Linked DNA regions of Rattus norvegicus: region 1 is linked to region 2. The links are chromatin contacts, called in public Hi-C maps. All regions are on one chromosome and are shown on one strand. Each heading gives the region's core, a stretch centred on a gene start, on an enhancer-like site or on the middle of the called end of the contact. The rest is flanking DNA. Distances are from core to core; before and after follow the strand shown. Region 1 holds the start of Nherf2 (NHERF family PDZ scaffold protein 2). Region 2 holds the start of Pgp (phosphoglycolate phosphatase).

The links. A called contact is a pair of places that touch in the nucleus more often than the background predicts.
Region 1: a Hi-C map of liver shows a contact between it and region 2, with 3 times the contacts expected there. The contact joins the promoter of Nherf2 here to the promoter of Pgp in region 2. A contact is called at or near these places in 8 of 12 Hi-C or Micro-C datasets (the A7r5 cell line, the Rat2 cell line, Schwann cells and 5 more).

The regions. Positions count from the first base shown.
Region 1 is chr10:14,175,898-14,179,217 of GRCr8, forward strand. It overlaps Nherf2 (NHERF family PDZ scaffold protein 2), which reads right to left and starts at 1,622. Exons shown (of 7, transcript NM_053811.3): 1 at 1,335-1,622. The coding sequence starts at 1,547.
Region 2 is chr10:13,998,053-14,001,031 of GRCr8, forward strand. Pgp (phosphoglycolate phosphatase) reads left to right here and starts at 1,730. Exons shown (of 2, transcript NM_001169152.1): 1 at 1,730-2,408; 2 at 2,501-2,979. The coding sequence starts at 1,769. The coding sequence ends at 2,826. It also overlaps a transcript of E4f1 not described here.

The sequences.
Region 1 (3,320 bases), core at 372-2,871, 180 kb after region 2:
CCTACCCAGCCAGGCCCATCTTTACCTGGCCCCTCAGTGATCGTCCAAGATGACCAAGAGAGCAGAAGGATCCCAGCACTAAGGAGCTAAGCCAGTCACCCACAATCTCTACATATCAGTAGAATGGGAGTCTTGGTTTTGCCTCCTATCTCCCTGAGCAGTAGAAGGATTCTACTGTGGCTCTATGTGAAAGTCTTTAGAGACTAGACTAGACAGCTGCATTCCAGCGACGGCTAGACGCAGGTAATACCAACTCTGCCAGCCTCTCCCTTGCTTTTAGGGCCAACCACTGGGCTTCACTCCCAAACTCTTCAGCACACAACCAAATCCAGTGGTCACAAGGCAGGTCGCCGGGAAGATAGAAGTTCAACTTTAGCCCAGCAAAGAGCCACTCTGCTTCCTCCAAGCCTCAGGACTGACCACTCACGTAGGTCTTGGACTTAGTGGTACTAGGGTTCCAGAATAAAAAAGGTGAAGGGAGACTGAACCCTAATCAAGGTTTTAACTGTGTCTACCCCTCGGTGGAATACGGACATCCCAGAGGTAGGATCTGCAGAGAGACTCCGCCACATCAGCCCTCCTCCTTCCAGCTGCCAGCAGGCAAGGGTTGCACAGTGACCTCTACAGGGCCAGGCAGCTCCCAGGAGGAGGCTTTTTCTGAGCCCAAGGAATAGGCTGCCACTAGAGCTGACTCCACCAGACCCAGACACACCAGCCATGAGAAGTACACTAGTATAACCAGGCAGGCAGGCACTCGTGAGCTCGCACAGGCGCGCGCACACACACACACACACACACACACACACACACGCACAGAGTCAGCACACATACCTGATGTGTCTACACAAACCTAAGCACACATTCCAGCACTGACACAAGTATGCTCTCAGCCACTCCTGGAACACTTGGGTAGTGTATTCATATGGATGACCCCAGGGAGACCCGCAAGCACACACACATAACTCACACACGAACAGAAATGCATCTATACCACAAGGCCACAAGGTGCCTTCACCACCTCCTCCCCCTCCATGGCACACGGAGGCCAAAACTAGCAGAAGCAGCCAGGGCCCTGGCCAGAGTAGCCGCAGTGCGGCCCCTCCCTACCAGGATGTCCTCCCTCCCCCGCTTGTGCAGGACTGAGCTTCCTCACCAGGAGGCCAGCTGGCGGGCCACGTCCCACACCTCAGTACCCGAACAGCAGGCCCCCATGGGACCCTTGACCGGTCCCACGATAGGGCACGCCGAAGGGTGGTCGAAGGCATCTTGGCCAGCGCAGTAGGGATGCGCCCCTAGGAGGGAACCGGGGGGCGGGGCGCAGCGCAGGGACCCACCTGGTGATGCGTCTCGCCCTCTACGTTGACGCCGTTGACCTCAACCAGGCGGTCCCCGGCGCGCAGCGCGGCCGCCTCGGCTGGGGAGCCTGGCTCCACGCGCCGGATGAACTGGCCACGGCGGCCTTTCTCGCCATGCAGGTGGAAGCCGTACCCTTGCTCGCCCCGCACCAGGCGACACAAGCGGGGCCGCAGCGACTCCGGCGCGGCCATGGCACCCGCTGCCCCCTGGCTGCCCGCGACTGGCCACGGCTCACACCACCCGCAGGCTGGAGCGCGGAGGCGGCAGAGGCGCGGGCGGGAGAGCAGGCAGCGGCCTCGGTGGCTCCTGCTCAGCTCGCGTCGCCTCGGGCTCCGACTTCGGCTCTGGCCCTGGCCCCTGCTCCTGCTGCAGCACCGCCCCCGCGCCCGCCCCTTCCCCGCCCTCCTGGCTGCCCCCGCCCTAGCCTAAGCCCCGCTAGCTAGGCCCCTGCCTGGGCGCCCAGAAACCCTAGGACTAAGGAGTGGGATTTCGCGGTCAGGCAACCCTCGAGTTCCTGGGAGTCCTATCTTATCCCATTTGGTCACCTTCCCTAGCGCCAGCACCTTTGGCTTCTGTTCCAGGAACCACTTTTTTTTTAGACACCTGCATATGCTACAGTGAGAGGGGTTCCTGAAATGGGAAGCCTCTTAGAGAAAGGGTCCAGTCAGAGACACACTACACAGACGCCAGAGGGGAAGTGCAAGGACCACTGCGCCCCTTCCTGGGATGCACCCCACCCTCTACCTATCGGGACTGTGCTGCCTGCTCCCTCTAGGTCCCCAAAGTTGTCTCATCCTGACCCAGAGAGCAACAGGCAAGAATAAGAAATTTAAAGAGACTACAGCAACCAAGGTCTTTGGGGCCAGCAAGTAGGTGGCCCCTGTTCCACCCAGCAAGTGTCTGTCTTCCGTATTCCCCTGTTTTTTGGGAACATGAGTTTATCTGGCAGAGATGGGAGGTATGTGCTGCCTTCCTCTAGACCCAGTATGAACTGTGCTAAGGACTTTGGCCCCTGAGCTCTAGGTGGTGATCTGTTGTCCCAAATTAAGCACCACAGGGTTCCCATTCCCGGTTCCTAGGTCTGTAGTCAACACATTCTTAGATTTACAATTGCTTAAGTTCTCATCTCCCCTTACAGGACAACAGTCCCACTGAGAACCCCTTATGCATTCGTACATGGTTTTCCAAGAACAACCCTAGAGAAAACCGACCATTTTACAGACCAGGACACTGAGGCCTGGAGAAAATCCTCTACTAGAGTCCAGTACTGTGAGACTGCACTTTCACCTTAAAGCTTCCTCCCAGGCTGAGATCTCACCCGCAGCCTGCTTCTCCCCAGTGCACAGCTCCTCACTTACCTGGTCCCCCTGAGTCAGGTAAAGCCAGCTCAGACAGTTCCCCATGTGGATAGGAGATGCGCCCCTAGCTCAATGTTCTCCTCTCCCTCCCCTCTCTCCAGAGCCCTTAACTGGGGCTTTCCACCTCCACCCAAGCACTAGGACCCGCCTCTCAGCAGCATCCTAGCCTTAGCCTCTTGGGTACCCACACCCTAGTGGCTGCTCCTGAAAGGCACTTAAGCTGTAGATACATTGTTGCTCCCTGCCCCCAGCCTTCTCTGCAGATTCTAACTGATGCTGCCACAGGCTCTGGCCTGGCTGGCCACTTCCATCTATCTGTCTGCTTGCCTATCCAGAATTTGCCTGTCTGTCTTAAGATCGGTTTCTCTGGGTCAGGTCTAATGCTGGTTGCCCGTGGAGATTGTTAATATGTATAAACTGTGTGCTCCCTGGATATCCCACTCGTGTGGAACTTGGAAGTTACCCCCACAATAACCAAGAACATTCCCCCCATCACCTTTGTGGTCACACTAAAGAGGATGGTAACTCCAGGCCCAGGCCGGGAGTTGAGAAAGGTAGGGGAACTCTTTCCACCCTGACCTTGGGCCCTTCAATGGCTCTCTTGCC
Region 2 (2,979 bases), core at 480-2,979:
CTACCCAACTTGGGTGCTTGGAAACTGAATTCAAGGTGGTCTGCAAGAGCAGGGAAAAACCATCCTGCCTCCGTCTTAGGCTTAAAAACCATCTAACAGAAAAGACAAATTAGGTGATTCTCCTATTGGTGATTAAACTTATTTCTTGAGGAATAGTTTATGCCCGACCTGTAACCTTAACTACAAACGATTCTGTACTGAACCATACAAGTGATTCCAAGAGGGACAAGATGACCGCCTTGTCATCACTATTGTTATGACTACCTTGTTATGCTCACCTTGCAGCCATGTCTTTGTTTCAGGGGGTCTTTTGGACCCGCAAGTAGGCTTATGTTCTGTTCCTGTAACTCTGCCTGTTCCGCCCACCAATTCCCCCACATTTGCAAACAGCCTACCCATGACCTTTATAAAAACCTTGTTTTCCTCACATTCAATGCTGACCTCTCAAACCCACCCACCCCCTACTGTCAAGGGAGACAGTCATTGTACAGGAATAGAATAGCCTGCTTTAATTAAATGCTGGCTTTAATTACTTTAGCCATGATGATTTGGGTCTGTGGTCTTTCTCCTCTCATCTATGGGATTGACAAGTATTATCTTTAATTGTAACCCCTCTAGTCCAAAAGAGAGACTTTGAAAAAGATGCTCTAGAACATCTTATGCATAGTTCAAGTCAAAAATGTGGTTGGGAGGTGGGGGTGATATCTGTTATTGACCGGAGAGTAATAATGTAGGAGACTTCTGTGAAATGTTGGAATTACTCTATACATGAGCATATTTCCTATGAATCGCATTGATCTGTACACATCATTGTATAATATGCCTCAATAAATGTATCAATACGGGCTACAGAGATGGCTCAGTGGTTAAGAGGTCCTGAGTTCAATTCCCAGCAACCACATGGTGGCTCACAACCACCTGTAATGAGATCTGATGCCCTCTTCTGGTGTGTCTGAAGACAGCTACAGTGTACTTATATATAATAAATAAATCATTTTTAAAGTATTAATAATAGTGACCGATTGCTGAATATCATACTGTAGGCAATGTCCCCCTGGATTCCAATCCCACTGCTTCATGACCGATGCTTTAGCCATCACTGGTTCATGTTATTTCGAGGTCCTGGGAACCTCGGTCTGAAGAACCGTAGGTGAGAATGAGAGTAGCTTTGGGAAAAGAAGTTCTAGGCTGGCTGCAGACTGTAAGGTAATCGGTTCAAACGCCGACTGCATGTCCAAGACGCTTACGTGACTGCGGTGTAGGTAGCGCCTTCCGCCTTCTTCCTAAGGATAACCCCGCCCAACTAAGGCCTGAAGAAGTAGCCAATCATTAGCCGGCCAGGCCCGGGGTCACTGACCTGGAGTCTCCGTCACCTAGGCTGACTACCAGTTTCCAATGAGCGAGCTGTCCCGCGGCCATCCACGATCAGCCGCCTTACGTCCCGTGCCATTCGCGCCCCGCAGCTTTTCCGCGGCGTATGCTTTACCCTTGCCGGTTGGCGCTCTGCCAGCCAATTGCTGGTGTAGCTGGACCAGACAGCCAATGGCTGACCGCCTCCGCGCGCCTGCCCGCGTCGGTTGCCGCTGTGTGCCTCGCTGCTCGCGGGAAACGGAGGTGGATTGGCGCAAGCAGGGGCCAATGGGCGGTGCGCGCGAGGAGCGGGGCCAATGAGCGTCCCGGAGGCGGGGCGGGCGCCGCGGCGGGCGGCTGCGAGGAGCGGCCGGTGGTGGCGGCGGCGGCGGGTGGCGGCAGCGGTCAGCGGTCGGCCATGGCGGAGGCGGAGGCCGGCGGCGACGAAGTCCGCTGCGTGCGGCTGAGCGCCGAGCGGGCCAAGTTGCTGCTGGCCGAAGTGGACACGCTGCTGTTCGACTGCGATGGCGTGCTGTGGCGCGGCGAGACGGCCGTGCCGGGCGCGCCGGAGACTCTGCGGGCGCTGCGGGCCCGCGGCAAGCGACTGGGCTTCATCACCAACAACAGCAGCAAGACTCGTACGGCCTACGCGGAGAAGCTCAGGCGCTTGGGTTTCGGTGGCCCGATGGGGCCCGAAGCGGGCCTCGAGGTCTTCGGCACGGCCTACTGCAGCGCGCTCTATCTGCGCCAACGCCTGGCCGGCGTGCCGGACCCCAAGGCCTACGTGCTGGGCAGCCCGGCCTTAGCCGCGGAGCTGGAGGCCGTGGGTGTCACTAGCGTGGGCGTGGGCCCGGACGTGCTTCACGGCGATGGCCCAAGCGACTGGCTAGCCGTGCCGCTCGAACCCGACGTGCGCGCGGTAGTGGTGGGCTTCGACCCACACTTCAGCTACATGAAGCTTACCAAGGCCGTGCGGTACCTGCAGCAGCCCGACTGTCTGCTCGTGGGCACCAACATGGACAACCGGCTCCCGCTAGAGAACGGCCGTTTCATTGCGGGTCCGTGCGCCCAGGGGCTGGAGGTTGGAGGGCGGGCCCAGCCCTTCCATGTTCCCTGACCCCAGCGTCCCCTTCCCTCCCTCGCTCTGCAGGTACCGGCTGTCTGGTGCGAGCCGTGGAGATGGCCGCCCAGCGCCAGGCGGACATCATCGGGAAGCCTAGCCGCTTCATCTTCGACTGCGTGTCCCAGGAGTATGGTATCAACCCGGAGCGCACCGTCATGGTGGGAGACCGCCTGGACACAGACATCCTCCTGGGCTCCACCTGTAGCCTGAAGACTATCCTGACCCTCACCGGAGTCTCCAGTCTTGAGGATGTGAAGAGCAATCAGGAAAGTGACTGCATGTTCAAGAAGAAAATGGTCCCTGACTTCTATGTTGACAGCATAGCCGACCTCTTGCCTGCCCTTCAAGGTTAAAGATCTCGTGTCTTTAATCTCTGGAATAAAAAAAAAAAAAAAAAGAAAAGAAAAAGAAAATCAGCTACCTAAATTAATAGGTGGGGCTTAGGAATAGCTGAGTTAGGTGGCTGCAGGTTAACTGAAGTAAAGGCGGTAGTTAATCTTGTAAGT